2 separate regions of the Drosophila melanogaster genome follow, and region 2 is linked to region 1. Evidence: chromatin contacts called from public HiChIP or PLAC-seq data. All regions are on one chromosome and are shown on one strand. Each heading gives the region's core, a stretch centred on a gene start, on an enhancer-like site or on the middle of the called end of the contact. The rest is flanking DNA. Distances are from core to core; before and after follow the strand shown.

The links. HiChIP or PLAC-seq counts read pairs in DNA pulled down with a chosen protein or histone mark.
Region 2: a contact with region 1 is called in a CP190 HiChIP or PLAC-seq map of the Kc167 cell line, with 2.1 times the contacts expected there. The contact joins two enhancer-like sites. A contact is called at or near these places in 3 of 107 Hi-C or Micro-C datasets (the Kc167 cell line and wing imaginal disc) and 1 of 6 datasets of contacts at active chromatin or transcription factors (the Kc167 cell line).

Annotation. Positions count from the first base shown.
Region 1 is chr3L:21,600,501-21,606,952 of dm6, reverse strand. The region is part of intron 1 of TfAP-2 (Transcription factor AP-2); the gene reads right to left. Among named protein-coding and RNA genes, the nearest start is that of lncRNA:CR43940, 9.1 kb to the right of the region's middle. Within about 2 kb of position 2,437, at least 35 of the 39 cell types and tissues checked have an H3K27ac peak or open chromatin away from gene starts, as enhancers often do. A contact at or near this core is called in the Kc167 cell line, where this site is marked.
Region 2 is chr3L:21,871,374-21,877,825 of dm6, reverse strand. It overlaps mub (mushroom-body expressed), which reads right to left. Exons shown (of 11, transcript NM_001275268.1): 2 at 2,501-2,529. Among named protein-coding and RNA genes, the nearest start is that of lncRNA:CR43878, 12 kb to the left of the region's middle. Within about 2 kb of position 3,340, at least 7 of the 39 cell types and tissues checked have an H3K27ac peak or open chromatin away from gene starts, as enhancers often do. A contact at or near this core is called in the Kc167 cell line, where this site is marked.

The DNA of each region.
Region 1 (6,452 bases), core at 1,188-3,687:
CATTTACGATCATCGTACCTTTACAGCTCCCTAAAAACCAGTTTCTGCAAATCTTCAGTTGGTAATAACCATATCCGCGGAATGTCTGCCGAAGTACTAAAGTTTCCCTATACGAGTGAGTATGACCCAATCTTGATAGTTGGGCTCAAACCCTAAGTTCGGTAGGGAGCATTCTTTGGCGAGTCTTTGACTGACTGGCTGGCTGGGCCAAGAACGTGGCAATTGCGGATCGGGCACGACTTTATTGTGGTTTAATAAATTAAAATAATTTTGATTGATTACTTTGGATTATCTTGTCATTTGCCAACATCAAATAGAATATTTAGGAACACAGGTAAACCGGTTCTCCTTTGTTTTGCGTGAATATTCGTCTATCGGCGGCTGGGTTCTCGGTGATTTTCTTTTTCGAAACCCCGGAGATTTCGCGCATTCTGCGCTGAAGAATCCGAGCTTGGCTCTAATCAAAGCCAAATCTGGGTATTAGCTCTTCAAACAATTAAAACGGCATTTCTGGATGAAAATTAGTTCTGGAGTGGAGCTCCGCAGAATCCTCCGGCTCCTTTAAGTGCTTCCTCATTGATGGCCCCCGATTTCAAGATTCCCTCTTGGTTTGTTTACTTGTACTGAACCCGATGTTACCTAATATTTGGCTGCCGCTAATACGCGGCTGTCTGCTCATCCGTCTTTGGATATTCGCGGCTTATTCTCGGCTCTTGCCGTCACTCAATACCGTCAACGGAGTTGGCCCGCTCGGAATTCAGTGGTAGTGGTGTGGGTATGCGTGGCTTTCGGGCAATGCTTTTGACCCTTCGCCAGTTGGCAAAGTTCTTTATGCCGCTGCTATTTCTATTCCTATTTATTTATTTATTTTGCCATGGCTTTTTTCTCCATTATTAATTGTGCGATTGGAAACTCTGGTTTTCAATCACATGAGTTTCAGAACCTTAGCCCATTGTCTGCCATTGCGAGACATGAATGTGCCGAAATTTCTGACTTACTCTGGTGGTCAATACTCCCATGGCGTAATTCAAGATAAAGATAAATAAATTATAAAGGTTTCAAATGCTGCTCGGTGATCAGAGACCATCTGGTTTTGGGGGGCACAGGCAAAGGCAAAGGCACTGGCACAGGTACAGGTAGACTGTTGGAAGCTGTTGGGCAGGTCGAAATAGTTTCACCTCAAGTGGGTTCTGTTCCAAACGACGGTCATACAAAAAACACACAAAGCCTGGCTCGCAGATCTCGGCTCACATATGTACGCACAATCCACACACACGTCGTGTATAAATGCGCACTTCACCCGATATTCTAATGAAACGTTATCCACTTGCCAGTGATCAATTGCCATTAAAAGAGTTTTGACTCCAGACCCAGGGTTCACTTTTCTAACTGGTCTATTACGATGTTGGGACCAGTCTCATTTCGGTCTGGATTGGATCCGTTTTCTAACGCCGTTTCTCGCATCCTACTTACTAGTTAAATATTTACAATGTTACCAGTATATCAGTAAAAAGTAAACCATAATAATGATATAAAAAGATTTTAAGGACAAGATTCTGAAAGATTTTTGGAGATAGTCCCGTGCTTCGTACCTTTTGAATCAAATGCAAACTCCTAGAACCTTTGCATTGGCGAAGCAATAGTCCGACCTTGATACATACAAAAAACTTTATATTGGCCCGAAAAATTTTCATTTAAATAGCAATAATATTTGAGAGTTTAATGTAGAACATGATACATAAAATAATGTTCTTAATTATAATTTGTAAACACAAATGGTTTTGTTTGACGGTTCCATCTACATATTTAGTTCTACACAACTTTCCAAAACTATTAGCTAATCTAAATTTATATTCAAAATTGTAATTTATCATTGCTGATATGTTTTCATTTTATGTTGCCTCTGTTAGTTCCTACGCTTTAGAGCCATTCAATTGGCTTTAAATTATATTATATCAAAATATATTTTTTGAAGTGGAAAATTACCCATTCCAAATCAATGACACACATTTTTGAAGATGGCAAATAAATGGTGTAGTATAAGAAGGCCGGCTTTTCGTTTGCGAAGACTGTTTGATCTAATCGACGCAAATTTTTACAAAAACGTTTTAAACCTTCTTATCAAACCTTAACACTTTATTTGTGCATTACATTTGAAATTTGCAATTTTGCAATTAAGGAAATGCGTTTTAATTCAAATTTCATTAGATTTCAGTTAGTACGAAGCAATACAAAAACATATTTTGTAAGTTACGAAAACATCTCCTTCAGAATAAAACTTTTTTTTGTGAAATGTGAATATCTCTGCAGAAAAGCATATTTCTCTTAACGTGATTCAAAGAGCAATCCAGATCCAGAATTTAAAGTATCCATGGGCGTGTCTTGCAGAAATACATGGACTTCTGCTACTTTACATGCATTTTACACAACCGTACACGCAGTGGGCGGCATCTATGTTTCGATAACTGAACCAGCAAAGGTCACCACCACACACCCATAGGTGGCTCTATACCCCAAGTACATTTGAACAAATTCAAATTACAGCAATATATAAAAAAAAAAACACAAAATTTTGAACGTGCCAAAACGACGACGAAAGTCCTTGCTGTATGATTTAACGTACAGCGAAATAATTTCATGTATTAAAGCAATGACTAAGCAATTGCAAATTTATTAGAAATTGTATCAGTTGGAGTTAAATTATGTTGGAGCTGCTAAAAAATATTCTTTTATTTGTTAAAGGATCGAGTTTGGTTGCAAGAATCGCAATAACCATTTGGAAATTCCAAATGCGCAAGTCAGAGAAAAATTTGGTATTACAAATTTTATAGTTACTTTACTACCTATTACAGTAGGGATAACAGATAAATCCTGTTAAAAAGAACACAAAAACAAGATATACTAATATAATTCCTAAAATAGGAATTATATTATATAAAAATATAATAGAATATCAAAAGTTATCTTAAGTATAGCTTAAATTTTTCTGGTCCTAACTTAACTTCAGCCCCTTTTTGATATTAGTGTTTATATCCATAGGAAAAGCATTAAACTTAGTGAACCAAACCACTATGAAGAATACGATGATATTCTCTCGAATATATCGCCTTAAAAAAAACTCAGCCAGAGGGCTATCAATAAAAGTAAATTAAATCAAGAATCGAAAATGAGCGGTGAAAGAGTCGAGGGGCTCTCACTTTGAAAGTATTTGCAAATAATAATTAAATTAGCACGTGGCTTCCATAAGAGCAATCACGTCCGGATTCCTCGCCGATGACGTAATGACTCTGGATACTTATACAGTAGCAGTGCAATGGACAGGAGCTGGCCTCGATCCCGGCATGCCGCTATTACCAAAATTGCCGGTCCAAATCATTCCGCCTGGCAGAAGAGTGCCCGCCCAAGAAAAGAACATGCCTGCGCGATTCGATGTTCGCATTTTTTTCGGCCACTACCTGGTCTCCGGGTTTTGGATGCCACCAATTATATTGCGACATATAAAACAAGTAGGCCCTAACATCTTATAAAACTCCTCACTTTCATCGTGTGGACCAGTCGTTTTAATTACGCTGTCAAGTTGAATGATGGTGGGCTTCCAGGAAGGGGAGGAGGGCATCCCTCTGGACCTCAATACTCTGGAGGGATGTGACCAGGTTATATGGAAACATCGAGTGGCGTAAGGACCGCCTTGCGGCCATAGAATAGGCCGAGTTCATGCGGGCATTGTCATAATATTGTCAGTAAATAAAGAATCCATTCTGCGCATTTCGGGCGCGAATTTACATATGGTCTGCACTGGCCATCCGCGAACCGGCAGTACAGTGGGTCCCTAAGCCGCGCTCGTTTCCAATTAGATTACACACTCGTTCGACGTCCGGTGCTGTCATTTATTGGAACTGCAAGTTGGAACTGTCGGAAGAGCTATAAATTAAACGAATTTAAGAGGAAGCTTCGCTCCAAACGCTGCATATAATATTCATAACAACAATGGAAATGTTCAGCGGACGATAATCGATTTCTGCTTATTACGATTCTTGCAGGTACTCCTGCCCTGCTCGTCCTCCTCCTCCTCCTGGCTGCGCACGCGCTCCAATCCGCAGAGCTGGAGCTCGGCTGGATCCTCAGTCTCTTCCTTCGGCTCGAGCTCCAGCTCCAGCTCCTTGGCCCTCAAATGCGCGGAAGAGCGGAGGAGCCCTTAATGAAGTAGTAAAACCCATTCATAAATGTATTAAACCTGCTGGGTATTTGCGGAGCCTGCTCGGCCAAAATCGAAAAGCTGCGTCCCATCTTCTAGCGTGCAGATGACGAATAGAAGAACGACGAGCCGAAAGTGCCCACTTGGCGACCATGCATGTGCACTGCGAGAAAAGGTCGAGAGTGTTGTAAGAGAACCACTTTGTTTATGGGCTGCTGTATAGTATGCAAATTATACGATATGTTACATGAATCTCCGTATATAGTATTCACTACTAATTATACATAGGACTAAGGTTACTTCGTTCTGCAAATTGAAATATGACCATGCGATAAACTTACATATATGTATTGCTTTTTAATACTATATTATACTATTATAAGATAAACAAGAAATATTGGAAACTATGATTACAAGAACTCCACATGCACTGGCATTGTGATCTCCTTTTGAGCTCCTCACAACCCAATGATTCTCCCTGTGTAGCTTCTTCCGAACTCGACTGAGCTAAGCTCGGCTCGTCCGTTTGCAATCTGCGTCCAAAGGGCCGGCTTTCGATGCAGCAGCCTCGTGAGCCAACTGCAGGTCTGGCCTCCCCATCCTCCACATTCTGCCTCCGAGGAGGCAAGGCCAACGCATGTCGGCCAACCGATGATTTCGCTCTTGCCTTGGCTTTTGGCATCGGACGAGGATGTGGATGTGGTGCTTTGCACGGCTTTGGTTTTGGTTTTGGTTTGCCACGAGCCTAACACACGCCGTCCACATCGTCGAGGTTCCGACACTTGATTCTGGATTGTGCTGAGGATCTTGGCCACGTTATGAACATTTACATTTATCTTGCCAATCAATTTGGTTTTGTTTGGACTTTTTAATTTCCTCTCCGCAAATGAAATCAATTTTGATGCGTGCATATGCAATTCCAGTTTCCTCCGAGGATGTATCTGCATGTCTGTGGAAGCGGAAATGCCTTCCAGCGGATGCAAAGGACTCGGAATTATCTCGCCCGCACTGGCGAAATAATAAATATGATATGCGAATATGCAAATATGAACACGGATCGGTCTTACACTCTGATCCTATCGAAATTGTTTCATTCATCTTATTGCGAGTTTCCTCTAGTTCCATTTATATAATTTACTTTTAATCAAGACTATAGTATTCCTGCATCTGGAAGTGGGGGAAAGTTTAATGGCGCTTATTCATTTCTTTATGCAATCCCTAGCCCTGCGCACAATTACCATACCAACATGCCTCGCAATCCTACAAAGTGCACATTGTAAATTGGAACAATTATTCTAAATTATAAAGAAATTATTCAATAAATCATAAGGGAAGCCATCAATCAGGCTTTGAGCCCGAACCTCTTGGATGAAACGGAGTTTGGCTAATAAATAAGCCCAATGCTGAATACTTTTTGATATTTGGGAGCTGGGCTATGGGAACTTTTCTGCCAGTCTGTATGGCATTCTTTTTTTAGTTGGCGATCGCACGCAAATTGACGATGCGTTGCGCTTCAATCTCATAAATTATTTTGGCAACGCATCACGCGAGTGTCCCAGTGGGATCTTACCTGATTTGGGAGTCTTCGGAGTGCCAGGGACAGGTCCAGGACCAGTACCAGGACCAGCCAAACCAAACCAAACCAAAACCAAAGCTAATGCCAACACACTCGACATGCCCACTTTGCTGGCGGGACTCGGATTTTTGTGGGCGATGACTTTTGGTCTACCTCTTCGCTGTGTTTTTGTTTTGATCTTTGGCCCTTGCCCCGCAAATTGCCCTATTTTTTTATCGGGCATCGAAAAAGTTCTTGGAAGCAAGAACACCATATAATTTCGCTAATTAAATGGGGGAGCGTGTACCCACGCATTTCAAGAATTCCTCCATATTCGCATTTGAATTTTGACCACTGACGTCTGATCACTCCCACCGCCGTCACTTTTTGCTCTCTGCCTCGAAATCGTGAGTGCATTAAATGTAGGACCTTTTTTACTTTCAGATACGGTTTCCCTCCCATAACGCACATATTTGAAACAGCCAAACCGCTTAATTTGAGGCTTATGTCTGATGATACAAATACTAATACTAAGAGTACAAATCTTATAGAGACTTTAATCGAAATAACATAGAAAGCATAACATGGCTTTCTCTCTTGGATTTACATTTACAGTTATAGATATTATAAACGATCAAAGACTGTAAATATTGTACGATAAATTTGTATATGAAATTTAAAAGAAGATTAAAAAGATTTCAA
Region 2 (6,452 bases), core at 2,091-4,590, 270 kb before region 1:
TAGCCGTATGAACGTCGAGATCTGAGGAACTATAAAAGCTAGAAAGTTTAGATTAGGCATGCGGTTTGTTTGCTGATGTGGCCACGCCCACTCTAACCAGCACAAACCGCCCAAAACTGCAACACCTTAACATTTTTTTGATTTTTTTAAATTAATTATTTTTCTTGCCTTCTAGCCATATCATCAATATATGGAAACTATGTCAAAGCATGCAGATTCTGTTTTCATCTACGATATTCAAAATTGCCCAACTAACGAGCTTAAAAACGAAAAATTCAAAATTTTCAGAAAAGCTGCTACATGTTTATTGTTCAGAAACTTACTAGCCATCATAGCTATGGGCTATATTTGAAAACGTAATAAAAAGGGGCCTTATTTTGTTTTTTCGAACAAATTCTCCACCCAAAGAAATCTAAAAGTAATTTCCATGAAAAATACCTAATTGCTAGTTAGGCAGTCCATTTATGTACTTACTTCACGAATCTCTTAATTGAATTTTAAAAATTCCAAGGGATTTCTATTGGAAAAATATTATGGCTGCAGCACCTGCCTGACCTAAACAACTAGCCCATCAGAAAGGTCAATTAATTGATTCGAAACAAGAGAACACTAAAGAAAAACATTTCATAAAAAGCTGGCAGAAAAGGGGGCCTGCATTCTACCAAAAAAAAAGGGGGCAAAACTGCATGGACTTTGGCAGTGCATTCGAATGGCAGCCCAACTTCCGTTTGAAGCCTTTGTCCGTGTGAGTTGTGTAAAAGCGATAAGTGCAAAATTTAATTAAATTTAATTTCAGGCACAAAAACCCTAGAAAAGAAAAGCATTGCGCATTGCGCGGGATTCTGCATTGAAGTCCGTTACACGCGAAATGCATTAAGCCCACGAGTTTTAATTAAATTATTATTAATCTCATTTGACTGCGTGAATGTGTGGGTTAAGTCCGGCCGCACCTGGCTCCACCTGATAAAAAACAGAAATTGAATTCCGTACACAAGCGAACCGAAGTGAACTGATCCAAACCGAAGTAAAGGAAATCAAGAGGCAAAAACTTTGACATGTCCCACAAAATATTCCTATCTGTGCCAAAAAGTTAACTGCCTGTGGTCGGCGGTTAGTGGGTTGTGGGTGGGTGGTTTGCCTGGGCTGGTTGGGTGGTGCTGGGCCAGGCTGTCGAACAGCCTGACATATGAAATTAGGTCGTCTGAATTTTGAATAAACACTAATTGTCATGAAATGCGGCTGAAATTGCAAATACAGCCGATTGCCACCGATTCAGTGGCATGCCACTCCGCCCACTCACAATCCGCACAATCCACTCATTATCGATTTGGATTATGCAAATCGTCGTTGGGCCAGTCCATAATCAATTTACTTCTGGATTGGCAGAAATTTTGCTGGAATATATCTGTATCTATATATATATATAAATTCAAAATAATAAGTTAATAATTACTTAGTTAAAGGAGTTGCAATTATTAACTGATAAATACAAAACCACGAGCAAATGCTTTGGCTTTTCACAAAATATGGCATAGATTAGGATTAAGCCTAAGCTGCATCAAACACAGTAGTGGTAAATTACTAAGAATATGCTATCTATCGATATTATCACACTTCGTGAGCGCACAGATCCTTTCAAGTCCTTCGGTCTCTCTTTCTCATTATTTCAATTTGCCTCCTCCTTTCTGTGTATCATTCACCTTTCATAAGCCTAAATTCTTAGCAACATTTGAATGTGAATCCATTTGAGTTGGCCTCTTCCAGTGGCTTAGTGGTTGCCAACTGAAACGGACAAGCCGTGCTCGATCCAGAAAGCGGCAAGTTCATTTAACTAATAGCCAACAATTTATAACTAGCTTCAGTTGCTCGCCATCCTCTGCAACTGCAAAAAGCCAGCGACGACACACAACTAATGGCCTCTGCCCACCTGAATGCCCACCGATGTCCCGCCCGATTCCTGGGCAGGAAAACTAATCCGCTTAATGTTTCGCCTATCTCCTAAACTATGGTCCTGCAGGACGAGACAGCCTCCTTATGGCTTGTGTGTGTGAGCCGGACTTTACTTCCTCCATCGACAAGACGAAAGAAGTCCAGAAGGCATCCTACTAGATGAGATGACCGAAATAGTGAAAATCGAGAAATGGAGTAGAAACGCTCGGGAGAAGACTTAAGTAAAAGTGTTGTACAGTGCGTGAAGAAAGTTTTCTGGCAAAAACTTAAATAGCCCCAAAGTTGATTATACGATAGGCATTTCGTGATGGGAAATGGAGAAAAGCGGGACCAGATTCAACATATGAGCCTGCTAATTAACTAAATTGAAGACAAAACTTTTGGCTCTCTGCGACTCAAAGGAACCCAAAGCCGGAAACTGCGCGGAAATAGGATAAGAATAGAAAGAGCCAATACCCTGGATAGTTTTAAAAAACTTTTTATGCGTGTCGCTGCCATTAAAATAAAAGAAAAAAATATTTATGACAAACAAACTCTATACACTACTTACTTGCCGACGAAATTGATCTCGTTTTTATCCTGAAAAGTAAATGCAAACGTATTGATAAAATAGGAATCTTGCATTCTATTATTAATAATTTGGGCTTTTCATCTTTTAATTTGAGCATTAAAAAGACATGAAATGGCAAAGCCAGCTTACATACTTTTGTACATATATACACATATGCAATAGATAAGGTTTCTGAGAAAGTGTTATGTAAAAAAAGACTGTATTGAATTCAACAATGATATGCATTCAGAAAAGTAAGGGTAAAGAAAAGATTGTATTTTTATACGTTAAAATACATCTATAAATTAATTATTTTAAAGTACACCTTCTACATATCCATAGATGCAATGGGGATCTTTGGGACCATTGGATTAGTTGTGTGATATTCATGACAATAGAATACATTGTTAAGTCTAATATATAGAGAGTCTGGTATGTGTGGTTCCCTTTACATTTGCACAACAAATATTATAATATCCCCTACAGGCATATGAAATTCGGTTTGATTAAAAATGAACACAATACTTATTTTTATAGCCACAAGTATTTATCATATTTCTAAGCCCATTCCGACTATTTGATCGTATTAAAAAAAAAGAACAGCTTATCTCATCATTTTCTTGATTGACTACTGAGACCGTAACCCGCTAATCCAGACAAAAATTTTTCCACATGATGTGATGGCAAACTCACTTCGGGCAGCCCTTCTCGGAAAATGCCGTCCTGACACACGCACACCACCTTAAAGCTGAACAGCTATGCAGCTGAACGCAAACTCTTGTTAAGCATTAAATGTGGCACGAAAAGCGCGGTTCCGAAATTTGTGTTGCATACTTTGCTGCGCTGTGACTCGCAGCTAGGTGTTTTAACGCACACATGTACGTAAATGGTTGTATATTCCAGGGTCTATGTATGGGTGCATAAACGCTTCGCTTGCTTATTTAATTTGCCACAAAATTGTAGACACATAGCCAAAAAAGCCGAACCGGAAAGTTGAAAGGCTATGAAAGCAAAAACTTTTTATTTCGCAGCTGAGCGAAGTCAAAACCAAAAGTGGAATAATAGCAGTTATAGTTTTTGCTGGCGACTTTTGCCAGGATATTTGTTTTACGCTACCGGCATGACTTGAGGACTGAGATAAATAAATATATATATATTGTATATATATATATTGTATATATATATATATATATATCATTCATTAATTAAAAAAAATATGAATACCAATTAAAAATATTAAACACTCAGGCTTGTTTGGTTGAAAAAATACAGGTTCATTTAAGGGTTGATATCTTTATTTTATTTCAGACCATAAACTTGTACGAAGATAAATATTTGCATTATATCGGTATGCATTCATTTTAAGATGCATTTATCTCCAAAAACTATTTCGCAAGTACGTCTACGTCTTTTTTCGTTTATTGTGCGTCAGAAGTCATGGATAACTTTACAGGTGTCCCTTTGGAATTCCGAGCGGGCGGAAACATTTAGTCTCAAAATTGGACTTCACCTCTGGACAATCCAATGCGAAGTCAGTTCATGAATATTTATAAATTCGTTTCATAAACACACGCCGATACGAACATGTGGTAAAGGCGTCTCAAATCCGCAAACCTCCGTGCCTTGTACCCCTGCTCTAATAAAAAGGAACCTCAAAAGCAAATTCAATTAACCCTACAGACCGTAGAGAGCATAAGCAAATACACTCAACCAATACAAATACGATGACCGAGACAGACAAACCAAATTCCCTACTTGCAGAATCTCCTCATCCTGCTCCCGCAACTCCATTCCGCACTCCTCCGTTGGACTAAGGCACGCGCCAACTACAAATCCGCCCCTCAGCCACTGGCGCCCGACCAGGGACGGGGTGGCTGGCCAACCGCAAGGACACAAAGTAACTAATTATCTCGCCTTAACCCTTACCAACAGCTTCCTGCTGTGTTTACTTAGCACGCCACCCTTCTAAAGTTCTCCTGCAGCTTCATCGCACGTGGCTGGGAAATGGACCCGAAAAATAAAAAGAAAGCTGTGGAAAATCGAATGCAAACCCGATATGTTTTCCACATTTGAATGGACAATGGGCAGCAGGCCTGGGAAAGGGGAAACAGGAAAAAATGTAAATGAAATGTGTCAAATGCTGACACATGCCGCGTCTGAAACCTGAAACTGGAACTCTTTGGGTTAGGTGAAAAGGAGGGACTCAAAGGATGCGCTGATGCAGGGTTCCAGAGTTGCCCGAGGAAACAGGGGGAGTTCCCGCCTGGTACAGCGACCATGTCCGGGGAAGTGGGACTTTTCACAGCAATCACCGGCTGAGTGAATATTTATCGATAACAAACTGAAAACATCCCAACCCGACCCCAGTCGGCAATTCCACTTCCACTCAACACAACGTCAAACAAGCGAGATTGGGTTCAGACTAAGGAGTAAGGCCTTCCATAGGCTTTGCAGGATACCATACCGCCTGCCAGGATACCCGGGACTGGCCAGACATTCATCTGCAATCTCGAACCGGGATGGATTGATGTGTGCCAGCTATTATTTGGACAGCACTCGTGGCGCGTACACGAAATGAACATGGCCAACTACATCGCAGGGGTGGCGCGGGTCTGATTTAGGAGGATTCCACGTTGGCAAATGGCACGAGCCATTGAGCTAACGATCGAAATTGTATCTCGCACGCATGTTTTGTATCTGCAACTCCAAGCGCAGCACTGAAAGAAGCCACTTTCATGATTGGCGCAGATAAATGCTTGCAAACTGCACTTGGGCTGATTTGAAGTTTACAAGTTCTGCAGCTGAATTCTAAAAAGATTCAAAACCAGAAGTTCTCACTTCGATTGAATACATTTTACTTACATATTACTGTCGTAATAGGATTGCGCGTTAATAAGAAATTCATAATTAAAACAATTACAAAGTGTGTCTAGTCACTACTTTTTTATAAGACTAATTCCTGTTTTATTTAAACAAATACCAACTTGGGCACTTTTGGTTAAAAAAACATAGAGCAAAATCTAAAAGGGTTTTCAAAGCAATGGCATATTTTCCTAAATTATTGTTTATAATAAATAAATATAAATAAATAATCATTTTTTAACTAGGTAATCTGCTTAGTTTTGTAATTTCAACAAAAGAAATAATAAAATTGGCAGGCTTACAGTAAAATCAAATTATTTGTGCCCCTTAATACAAGTGAAGTATTACCTATTGATAGCAGTGTACACTTCGACAATCGAATCTGAAGTCCCGAGCGTTTAACGTCAAATAAAACCGAGTAAATAATTTAGCAGCCAAGGCAGCACAGCGAAGTGCCCGATGCGAAGTAGGAAAACTTTAGCGTATTTATTTGCAATTTTCGCATTTTAAGCCGATAAAAGCAGGACAGCGGCGATGTGTGTGTGTGTGTGTGTGCCCAAGTGAAGGAGGTGTTGGGTGTTCCGGGCATGTCGGTGAGACGCCGGGGGTAGTGACCGTATAAAATGACAAGCGTTTGACACAAGCACCGGAATATCCGTCAGTGCGGCGACGGAGCGGACGACACTGCGTCCTGCGTCCTGGACAAGGGAACTCCGGGAAGATGATGCCGGAGGAGAGCGGTGAACGGTGTAGATGTGTGTCCTGCGCGTGCACTGTTTGCTAGCGTGTTACGGCCACATTCATAATACAAAAGGATGCTCCGGCCAAACCGAGCGAGCATCATTTCCCGGTGCCATTTCTAGTTGTGTGTCAACTATTCTAATAGTTCGCGCTTGAGTGGGTCGGAGTGGGGGTTGTGGTGGTAGGAGGGTATGTGTGTGATTTACAGTTGCGCTGATTGCAAGGATAATGCCAAAGTACTCGCCGCTCTGGCAGGAAGTCTCTGGCGCGCTTTCATTCCTCGGTAGCCAAGCAAGTCTCTGCCAAAGCGGATGTCAACTTAAAGGTATTAAGAAATTGAATCAAAGTG